2 separate regions of the Mus musculus genome follow, and region 2 is linked to region 1. The links are chromatin contacts, called in public Hi-C maps. All regions are on one chromosome and are shown on one strand. Each heading gives the region's core, a stretch centred on a gene start, on an enhancer-like site or on the middle of the called end of the contact. The rest is flanking DNA. Distances are from core to core; before and after follow the strand shown.

Region 1 (5,129 bases), core at 686-3,185:
AATTTCAGGAAAACTTTGAACCTGACCTAGTGTTTGACTTCCACATCTCAGTTTCACTGTTCCTAGGCAGTGGGGAGGGGTTAGGATCACCGAGTCCAGGAGAGGGCAGCAGCGCCGCATCAGCCTTTGAGTGTTGGCCACTCTTTCTCTGTGTACTTGGCTATTCAAAATTAAGCAAGTGATTTGGTATTTTGGTCGCCATTGCCTTAAGTGATGAAAAAGGGGAGGGGTCTCTAGAGATATTTAATAATCTTACAATTTATTAAACTCTTAGTCTCCCCGGAATGGCAGGGCTAGAGAACACAAAGGCAGCAACATGCCTTGTGAGAAAGGGTTCTGTTGCAAACGTTTAGGCCTAATTTTGTTCCAACTTTGCTTGTAATAAGACATTCAGAAAAGGCTCACCAGCTAAATAGCTTATAAAATACAAACTGTGGGAATAGAGGCCTAATTGGGCTTGTTGAAAGAATTTTTAACATATAAACATTAATTTTTTTATTGAGCATTGACCAAATTGAAAAAAGGCTAAACTTACTTGTTAAAATAATCTGACATCTTCACTGCAGATCCAAAATTTCTGAAAATGTAAATAAATTAAATGTAGGCTGTGTTCTACCATCTGTAATGAATTAGCATTCCGTTTTACCAGCTGCTGCTGCGGCTTGGGGCCGACTCGGGATCAGAACACACCGGTGGGCTGCTGCTAAATTTAAGAACCTGGGGTTTAAAACTGGCAGAGCTAGACTGGCGATTGGAAAAGTCTCTGCCATTATGAGTAGCAGATCTTTCCACTTGGGACAGGAAATATGTGTCTACTTTTTGTACAGATGTTGTCAGACAAATGAGGAGGCCAAGTCTCTGTTTCTTACTACCAACATGGCAGGCAGATGGCTCTGGGGGCCACTGCTACCTGAGGGTAGAGTTGCCCTGGAAGGGAAAAGCAAACAGAAAGCTGTAGCAGTCGTTTCTTAGACTAAAAAAAAATGTTTTATGTGTGTGCCCATGTACGGCATGTGTGCCTGTTGTCCTCCAAGGTCACAAGAAGTCATTGGATCCCCTGAAACTGCAGTCATGGTTGTGGGAATGGAACCTCAGTCTTCTGCAACTGCACTTAGCACCTAACTGCTGAGTTGTCCAGCCCAGACTTTTGTTTTTGTAATATATACATATTTATTTAACGTGTGTGGTGTACGTGGGTGTGTATGGGGTTTGTGAGTGTGTGGATTCTATGTGATTTGTGGGGTTTGAGGGTTGTGGACATATATGGTGGGTAGGGACAGGGTAGGGTGTGTATGCTTGTGAGGGTGTGAGGTGTTGGGGGCTTTGGGGGAGGATGTGGGGTGTGTGCTGGCACAGGCACACTCATGTGGAGGTCAGAGGGCATCTTGTCTTTCTCCCATGATATGGTCCTAGAAATGGAACTTGGGCTGTAAGGTCAGGCAGTATTCCCCCATATCCATTGAGCTGTCTTGAAGGCCTGTAATAGAAACAATCTCTTATATAAAAAAATGGTCTAGCAAAAAATGGAAATGTTTATAGATTGGTGAGAGATCTCATGCTTCTAATTAAGCTTAGTGATATTGTTTCATTTTCTAGTTTTTATTTTTAGCATGTAGGAAATAGGTCTCTAAAAAGAAGAAAAGTCCATTTGTGCGTCTCACTGGGGAGCTAAGGCCAATGCGAAGCAGTCTTCCTGCCTTGACATTCTGGGTGCTGGCATTACAGGTGTGTGCCACATATACCCGGCTAAGTCTGTACATTTTACAGTCAGGTAGGTCTGCTTTGAATTTGAATTATGTTGCTTCCTGGATTCATGCTCTTGTAAAATCCCTTCCATTTTCTGAGCTTCAGTTTCCTCATCTGTGTAGAATGTCAGTAATAACATTTTCCCTTTGAAGTTGTTCCATCAGCTGGAACTGTCCCTGGAGGCTGAAAGTGCATTACAGGAAAAGAGTGGGTGTGGCCTGTGAGTGACACACCTCTGTCATTGTGCTGCTCTAGGGGATGGAGCAGAACTTCACAGTGATATATGATATCTGATGCTTCAAACACTGGATATGAGGGTTTAGTATTGTGCACATCACCCTGGACATGTCTGGTCTCATGTTTGTGGAAATGTGCCTGAATTGTAGTATTCCTGCCTTTAGTTTGCTTTTGCTGTTTCTTTGTTGGCCTAGATTTAATGAAAGCACAAAATCTGACTGGAAGTTATTTTCTAGTGTCAGAATTCATACATGGTAATATCTGAAATGCCCATGTTACTGTGGTCTCATAAGCAGTATTTGTTCCCATTCTAAAAGTTTCACTGGGACCCGTGTGATAGCTAATTTCAGTAGTCAGCTTGACACACCTGAGAAGATAGAACCTCAGTTGAGGGATTGCTACCATCAATTGGCCCATGGATATGTTTGTGGGGTCTTTTTCTTATAGCGAATTTATGTAAGAGGACTGAGCTCATGTGAATGATGTCAAGCCCATTGTTGGTGGTGGCATCCCCTAGGCTCTATAGGAAAACTAGTAGAATCTGAGCCTGGGAGCAAGCCAGGATGCAGCATTCCTCATGATTTCTCCTTCAGTTCTGGCTTAAACTCCTGCCCTGACTTTGGTAATGATGGATTATGACCTGAAATTGGAAGCCAAAGCCAAAACCAAATAAACTCTTTCCTCTCCAAGCTACTTGGGTCAGTGTTTTATCTGAGCAACAGAAAGCAAACTAGAATGGTATGTTAGCTCTGTGAGTTTAGTAAGTTCAATGCACTCAGGTCAGGGAACACATTTACTGAACATAGGACATGTGCAAGGTACTGGGAGATAAAGTGATGAAGCACAAATTTAGCCTCCTACAGCTGTGTTCAGAACATGAGGGTGTGGCTGCTGTGGGTGCCATAGTATCAGGTGTACCTATGGCCTGAGCAGCCATGTGATCCCAAGACCAGTGCAGCTAGTTAAGCTTTACTGCAGGCTATGTTGTTAAATGGAGAACAAAAATAGGTTCTTAAGCAATTTGTAAAATTTGTCTAAAGTTATTCCCAGTGTTTAAATAGGGTAGTGATTCTTACCCTGACCAAACAGTCTTGTCCACAGCCCTGCAATCTAAAACCTTGACAAAGACCTGGGGAACTTGTAGCCTGCTGCCTTGAAGGTGTATCTGGAATCCTCCCTTCCCTTTACTCTCTTACTCCCCTTGTCCCACAATCCTCAGGTGGCCTCAGGGTCAACTGACTGAACTGGATCTATCTAGCCAGTATGCAGACCAGCTTGAACTGGCTTCCCTGGGGCTGACCCCTGTGTCAAGAACTCACTGTGCCATACCCAGACTGGCCCTGATCCTGCTTCTTCAGCTGTATCATAGTATGATCCCCGAGCACCTGTTTATGACATGTGTTCATTTCTTAGTGTTCCCTGTCCACTCATGAGTCATGACTTGAGCATTGAGCCTGTGCATTGAAATCACTCTTGATTGAGTCTTTTTTCTTCTAGAATCTGAATCTATCGCTTGTCTTGTTTTGACTTGTTCCTTACACAGTCCGCTGCATCTGTAGTTAGCTTTGTGTGGCTGTAACCTAGCCCCTCAGGCTGGGAAGTTACCTACATGCTCTCCATTTCCAACCTTGGCCTTGATTGCCCCACTTTGTGCTGTTCTGTCAAGGTCCTCTATCTAGACTTTCCCTACAAAGATGGGACTCTTTGCTGACCTTGTGTCCTCCATTCACACTAAGCTCAAACTGCTCTAACAGTTGTGGGATTGGTTCTGATTGCCTTGCTGGTGGTATCCCCTCCCCTGAAAAGGGCGGTGCATTTACTTTTTCTGTGTTGCACTATACTTATGGGTGCCATGTTTTCTCACCTCAACTAGACTATAAGGTATTTTTATGTATCTCATATCATGAATTTTGTTAGTGGAATGGTGTAGGGACTCTGGCTTAGACAATAAAGCAACAGGACCAAATGTCTTGCTTATCTGCTTGTCTAGTGACCTTCTCCCTGGTTCCCTCAAGGCTTTTATCTGTGGCAGTCTCTCATTGCTCACCTGTACAGAATCCATTCTGCTCTTGTGCCTCCAGACAGCACCATTGTTCGTAACTCTCTACTGAAGTGCGTTGACCTTTAGAGCTCACCATCATGGCCTGCATGGGACATTTTTGGAGATGCTTTTGCACAGGCTTAGAACTGTACTCAGATGCTGCTGCTATTTCTGTGGCTCAGAACCTCTGCACACCCTCAAAGCCGTGCTCCCTAAGAAGGGGAAAGGCACTCTTGTCATATAAGGAAGAGTTGGTCTTCTCTGATCATAAGTAGAGTTCACCTCTTGAATTCCAAACTACTTTGATATGGTTTAGAAGTTAGGTAAATAATTTACCCTGCATGTTATGCATCAGCCACTTTAACAGCTTCTGTACCATTTAACTTTAAAAACTGCTATTTCAGGTAATCTTTGTGCACACTTGACAGATGAAGAACTAGAGATTCAAAGAATATCCACAAGATGCTTATCTATGCCTGGGCTTAGTTGCCTCCATCACTTGCTGGTATATTGACATTTAACCCTTCTTTTTCTTTGACACTTGATAGGAGCAAGTAGCTCTTCTCTCTCTGGATTTCCCAGGCTTCTCAGCATATCCCTCGTCTAGTCCTTTCAGGCTTCTAGGCTAGCCAGTGAATGACCTTTACCCTGGAGTACTTCTGAGCCCTAGAACCTGACCCATTTAAACAGAATCTTGGCCTTGTTTGTGTTTATTCGTAGACAGAGCCTTTCCTTATTGTCAGTGAAGGGTTTATCCTGACTGGAAAGGTTTCATCTGACAATGTAGAGTTCTGACAGAGTCCATTCTCTTTGCAAGCTTTCTGTCTTGTCTCTCTTGGGGGTCTTCTTCCCCTTCCTCATTTCCCTGCCTCTATGGGTGTTAGAAGAGAATGGCCTGACTTGATTTTGCCTGTTCATCTTGTTAGAGAACCATGACCTTAGAGGGTTTAAGTGCCTTAGAATTTGGGGACTTTAATTACTCGATGATCAACAGAAAATTTGTGTAAACAACCTGGGTTTTCTATGCCACAGACAAGGGCAAACATTTGGTTTTTTGGTTTTGTTTTTTAAGGTGTCTGTGTAAGGAATTCTCTTAGGAATCAAC
Region 2 (5,129 bases), core at 1,421-3,920, 140 kb before region 1:
GGACCATACTGTGTTTAGTGGCCAGGGACAGTAGTGCAGGGCCAGGAAACATAGACCTGTGCATCGTGTCCCTGAATCAAGAGTCAGGAAAAATCCTTCTTTGCTCACTGTGTCTCCTTAAATCCGACTCTCCAAATCTCTTGGTGACTTAGTCCTTCACCATGGAATTTTGGATGAGATAGTTCAGTTCCCTGAGGCCAATGGTGGTGTTTGAATTTACACAGCACCGTGCCCATCATAGGCTGGTCATTTGATTAATTTGCAGCAAGGAATATGAATTTTGGAGTAAATGGGTCAGAAAACAGGGATGAAAGGAAACTAACAATTTATATTCAATTAAAATGTGCATAGCTTGCAATAGCTTTTCACTGTGCTTAGGTAAAGGGGAAAAAAAGGAAGGATGGTAATTAATAGTTGTAAATTTAAAAGTCAGCCCTCTTCCAAGTGTTAATTTTTCCTATAAGTGTTATACAAAATGGTCAAGCTCCTGAAATTGGCGAAACACTGATCCTGGTGTTTATAATTACAAGGCATGCTGGGTAGCTGGCCTCAAGTGTGAACCAATTAACTTAGGGCTGGTGCAGTACACTTTAGCAGAAGCAGATATTTAAAACAATTGGCTCTTTTCTCATTTCAAATGAGTACTTAATAGCATTTAATTTTGTTTGCTGTCACGCAGTGCATGTTTGTATAGTCATAATTTCAATTTTAAAGCCCATACAGGTTGAATAGCCCTATTTGGAAATCACACTGATCTGAAATTAGTAGTACTTTGAGTTCTAATATGACATTCAGAAGTTTTAGATCTTAGAATATTTGGGTTTCAGGTTTGCAGATTAGGGGTGCTAATCCCCGATGGAAAAGTCTATGTAATATTCCAGAAGTTAAAAAACTTGCCCACTTCAACAGTTCTGTCCCAAGCTTTTAGGATAAGGATGTGGATCAGAGTGAATTTGTCTAGCATAAGATGATAATCAGCTAAGTTTTCACAGAGGACACGTTTAGTGAAGAACCGTGCCCCCCACTGTAGTGCAGCTCCTCCTCCTGGAGCAGCTCCTTTTGGTTCTTTGGCCTGCAGTGTTATTATCTGAGGATTATTATCTGTACAAGGAGGAAGGACAGTTTAGACAGCTAGAGAAGTAATGCACCAGGACAGTACCATAGAGGAACAAGTTCATCTCAAAAAGCACTTGGATTTTACCCAGGAAAAATAGCTGTAGTAATTCAGTTGTTAGGGAAACCCAACATGTGTGGGGTATCTGAGTCTATCCCATGAGTTTTAGAGGAGTCAGGAGGTGTTCAAGTGGGAGCCTCTAGGTTTTCCTTGACTTGGCCGCATGTTTTGGTAGCACAACAGGTCTCAAATCTGTTTGGGACCAGCTTTCTGTTTCTACCTGTATTGCTAATCAAACTTTATGGGTTGATAGAAGAACTGGATCGTGGACCCAGTAGTGGCTACAGGTGAAACAGTACTGGCATCACCAAACATTTGAACCTGTCTGTGACTCTGCCAAGGGCAGCGGGTCTTACCCATAGGCCTCATCAATCATTGTATGCTTGATTGTCAGGGATGAGAAAGCTGAGGTGATGCTAGAGTCATGTTCATGATAAAGCATGGGCCAGGCACTTTAGAGTGAAGTAGGCTGAGACCGATGGGCCCTGTTGGAAAGCTCACACATTTCCTGTCAATTCCTTAATTCTGCTGCTTTGTCCAAAGATGCTCAGGCCTTTACTAGCCTTTGATAGAGGTAGATAGACCCTGGCTGTAGTGTTGTTTAGTGGGGACATGGTGAGGGAGAGAGAGAAACAGGGAGAAAATCACTTAGGGTAACTTCTTTTACTTTGCTTCAAGCTTTCCCCTCATTTTTTGATGAATTTGATATACAGCTCTAATTTGGGGGAGGTGTTTGTCCCACCAATCCCCAGTTGATGCCTGTGCTTTAAGAGAGACACAGTGAGCAATTGATGCTTGAAACCATGGTACTGAACACACACACACACACACACACACACACAGTACTCAAGTGTGTATTTCTACTATAAAGGAATCTGTGATGCAGTTTAATAAATTAAACTCAGTGAGATTACCTGGTCCTAATAACAACTGAAATGATATGCAGGTAATGAAAGTCCCTTGCAAACTCCTGGCCCAGCAATCTTTGACTTACTTTCCATTCCTAAACCTTTAGTGAAAATGCCCTTCAGATTTGAAGGACACTGGACACACCTCTCTTCTCCCTACTTCCATCTTAGGTTCGTAACATTTTACTTTTATTTATTCAAACCAAAGCGCTCACTTGGTTTGGCCTCCAGACTTTATGACCTAGGAAATGAAATACCATTGAATATGTGACTGCACTTGACTCCATCTGTGTTCATGTGTATGGTTTCTCTGTCTGTTATGCAAAGTCATAAATAATCCAGGAGCCCTGCATCTGTCCCACCTGCTGCTGTCTTTATGATTCGAAGTGGTGAGTCACATGAGTAATTGTGCTACTTGTATAAAGAACTTGGAAGACAGCTTCACTTGTGTAAGTCCTGGCTGTATGTCATAAACAAGAAAAGTTTGAGCCATCTGTTACTTAAAAAATGACACTGGTGTACCACCTGGTGTTTGACTAGGCCTCGGGATTTGTTCCAGGCACAGCACTGCTTCACTGAACAAATACTGAGGTGAGGGTGGGGTAAGGCTTGGCAGGTACCTCTGGGACTTGGGAGGGGCCCTTTTCACTGAGCTCTGAGCAGACTTATTTTTATCATTGATGTTTCCTCTTGTGGTTTGCCTGTCATTAAAGACAGTTTTGTCTTAATTTTGAAAATTGGATACCAGGGGTTACATTATACAAAACGACCGCATACAAATCGTGAAGATAATGTCATGTGCAGGATGGCTGAATTTGGAGCAGAGGATGGCCACCTGCTAGGACTTTGTTCCTTAGCAGTCTGATGAGTGGCCCTGAGTTGTGGTTGCTTCCTTGGCTATGTGGCTGTTGAGATCTGTTTTGGTTTTGCAAACCATTCATCCTGTAGCACAGAACTCTGGAGTAGTTGGCTACTGGGTATTTGACTTAAGGAAACAAATTCCCTTTAAAGTTCCTGCTCTGCAACTGAAGAGCACTTTTGCCACTGTTAACATAAGCATCTGAGGATAGCTTATTCTTATCTACAGCATTGAAAAGGGATACGTGCAGCATTTGGCAGTACGGTAACCGCTGCCATTGTGCACCTACCTATCTGCTTAGCTACTGTGGTAGCCTGTGAGGTATGTGGCCCCTCAAAGGTTTTGGAACTTGCTAGAAGTAATTAAAAAATGACTAACACTGGTGTTGGGCTGAAGGGTAGAGATGGAGATGGCTCTGTTGGACACCATAGCAAGGCTATGGCTGTTACATATGTGTTACATGTGTGTTCTGCAGTTAAGGATAAGCAAGCACTCCTCACACATGGAAGGATGATCCTAGAGTTGGCATTTCTTATCTGAAGTTTTCTGTTTGTAGAGGGGTGACCCCAGGGCCCTTTGCTTACCAGGAAAGTACTCGACTATGGAGCCCCAGCCCTAGCCCCAGCCCCAGCCCCAGCCCCAGCCCCAGCTCCAGCTCCAACCTAACAAGTGTATTTTTAAAAGAGGAGATACTCAGTAGATATATGGAATTTGAATAACAAACATGCTTTTAAAAATCTTATGGTTTTCTGCCACATCTATGAAAATGTACGTTCTAAAAGAGCTCTGGGTTAAAAATCCAACCCAGTCTCATATAGTCCCATAATGATATTATCCACTGGCCTATGATTTTAATATGTAAAATAGTATAAGGGTAACCTTTAAAATGTCTACTTACAGTTGCCTACTGTCCTGTCTCAAATGATCTAACGTACATTGTCATGGTGCTTCTCTCTCAGGCCTCACTGTTTCCTCCAAACAGCAGTTCCATGGCTGCTCACCGATGACTTCTCCTTCCTTCGGAAACTCGAAGCAGCCAGTGGCCACCTTCCCTCTCGGTTGTCAGAGCTTTTGATACTGTTGAGACTGAACATTGGACTTTTTGTTTTAATTTTTTATTTTGGAGTTTATTACTTTAAAAAGTTCCTTTTTTTCTTTTAAAAAAGTCCCCTCTCTTTCCCCAAGTCTTTGCTTATCTACGGAAGAAAAGGCTGCCTGCATCTGACATTGCTGGGAGTCAGCTACTTCATGTTCAGGAGACATTGACTGGATTTGGGTCCTCAGTGGAATATGCTGCAGAGTGAGCTGTTGTTGATCTCAGGACAGTGTTTGGCCGTTCCTGTTTAGAAAGTGTTGGCTAGAAACTTTGCTCATTTTCCCCCTGCTCTGAGATGGCTTTTTTTTTTTTTTTTTTTTTTAAAGGAAGATGTTGGGAAAAATCTCTGTATCAAGACCCTGTTAATTGACACAACATCCCATCTGTCCCTTTGCTCTGGTTCTAATGAGACAAAATGGAAACAGATGCCATTTCAACCTCTCCAGTTTAACTTTTTTTGAAAATTTAAATTAAAAATTTTATTTTATTTTGAGGATAGTGTGGGTCCCTCTATGTGTCTGATTTTGTAAATTTCTTTTCCCTGTTACCTTCCTGTACTCTTGGCCTGGTCTCTGTGATTCTTTCTCTTTTAGCCATCCCCCACCCCCAAGTTTTTTCTCCGTGGCTTTTCCCAGTGGAGTGGAAGAATTCACCAAGTCATTTTGTTTCTAAACCTCTAATTGATCATAATGCTCAGATTCGGATCATAGAGGAGCTTGCTTGGGTCCTTCATGAAGATGTTTGCGTACTTGGTAGTTAACTCCTTTCTGTCTCAGCTTCGAGGGCAAATATTGTGTTTTGCGTACTTCCAATCCCCAGAGCCCGGAAGCTTGTGCTGGGCACCAAGCAGTTACTTAAGCCTACAGAAATGCTTATGCCTTGCTGGCAGACTATCTGTCATGTATTGTTAAGGGAAAGGCTTGGCATGCCTTTGCTTTGCAGACAACTTGCAAGTTGACTGGTATTTAATCCGATGGAGAAGAAAGTCCTTTTATTTTTGCAATACTATAGGCTCATAGTCTCTTATTTCTAGTACTGTTGTCAAGTACAACTTGATTTACTGCTTTGCCTGTGATACCTTTCATTCAAGTA

Evidence for each region. A called contact is a pair of places that touch in the nucleus more often than the background predicts.
Region 2: a contact with region 1 is called in a Hi-C map of large pre-B cells, with 2.3 times the contacts expected there. The contact joins two enhancer-like sites. A contact is called at or near these places in 5 of 39 promoter capture datasets (the 3T3-L1 cell line, the C10 cell line, the HPC-7 cell line and 2 more), 1 of 15 datasets of contacts at CTCF or cohesin (large pre-B cells), 4 of 484 Hi-C or Micro-C datasets (the HPC-7 cell line, large pre-B cells, nephron progenitors and 1 more), 3 of 115 datasets of contacts at active chromatin or transcription factors (embryonic forebrain, large pre-B cells and pancreatic cancer cells) and 1 of 9 other capture datasets (embryonic trunk).

The regions. Positions count from the first base shown.
Region 1 is chr13:29,599,422-29,604,550 of GRCm38.p6, reverse strand. All of the region lies in intron 9 of Cdkal1 (CDK5 regulatory subunit associated protein 1-like 1), which reads left to right. Among named protein-coding and RNA genes, the nearest start is that of Cdkal1, 250 kb to the left of the region's middle. Within about 2 kb of position 1,935, at least 12 of the 459 cell types and tissues checked have an H3K27ac peak or open chromatin away from gene starts, as enhancers often do.
Region 2 is chr13:29,735,687-29,740,815 of GRCm38.p6, reverse strand. All of the region lies in intron 5 of Cdkal1 (CDK5 regulatory subunit associated protein 1-like 1), which reads left to right. Among named protein-coding and RNA genes, the nearest start is that of Cdkal1, 120 kb to the left of the region's middle. Within about 2 kb of position 2,670, at least 46 of the 459 cell types and tissues checked have an H3K27ac peak or open chromatin away from gene starts, as enhancers often do.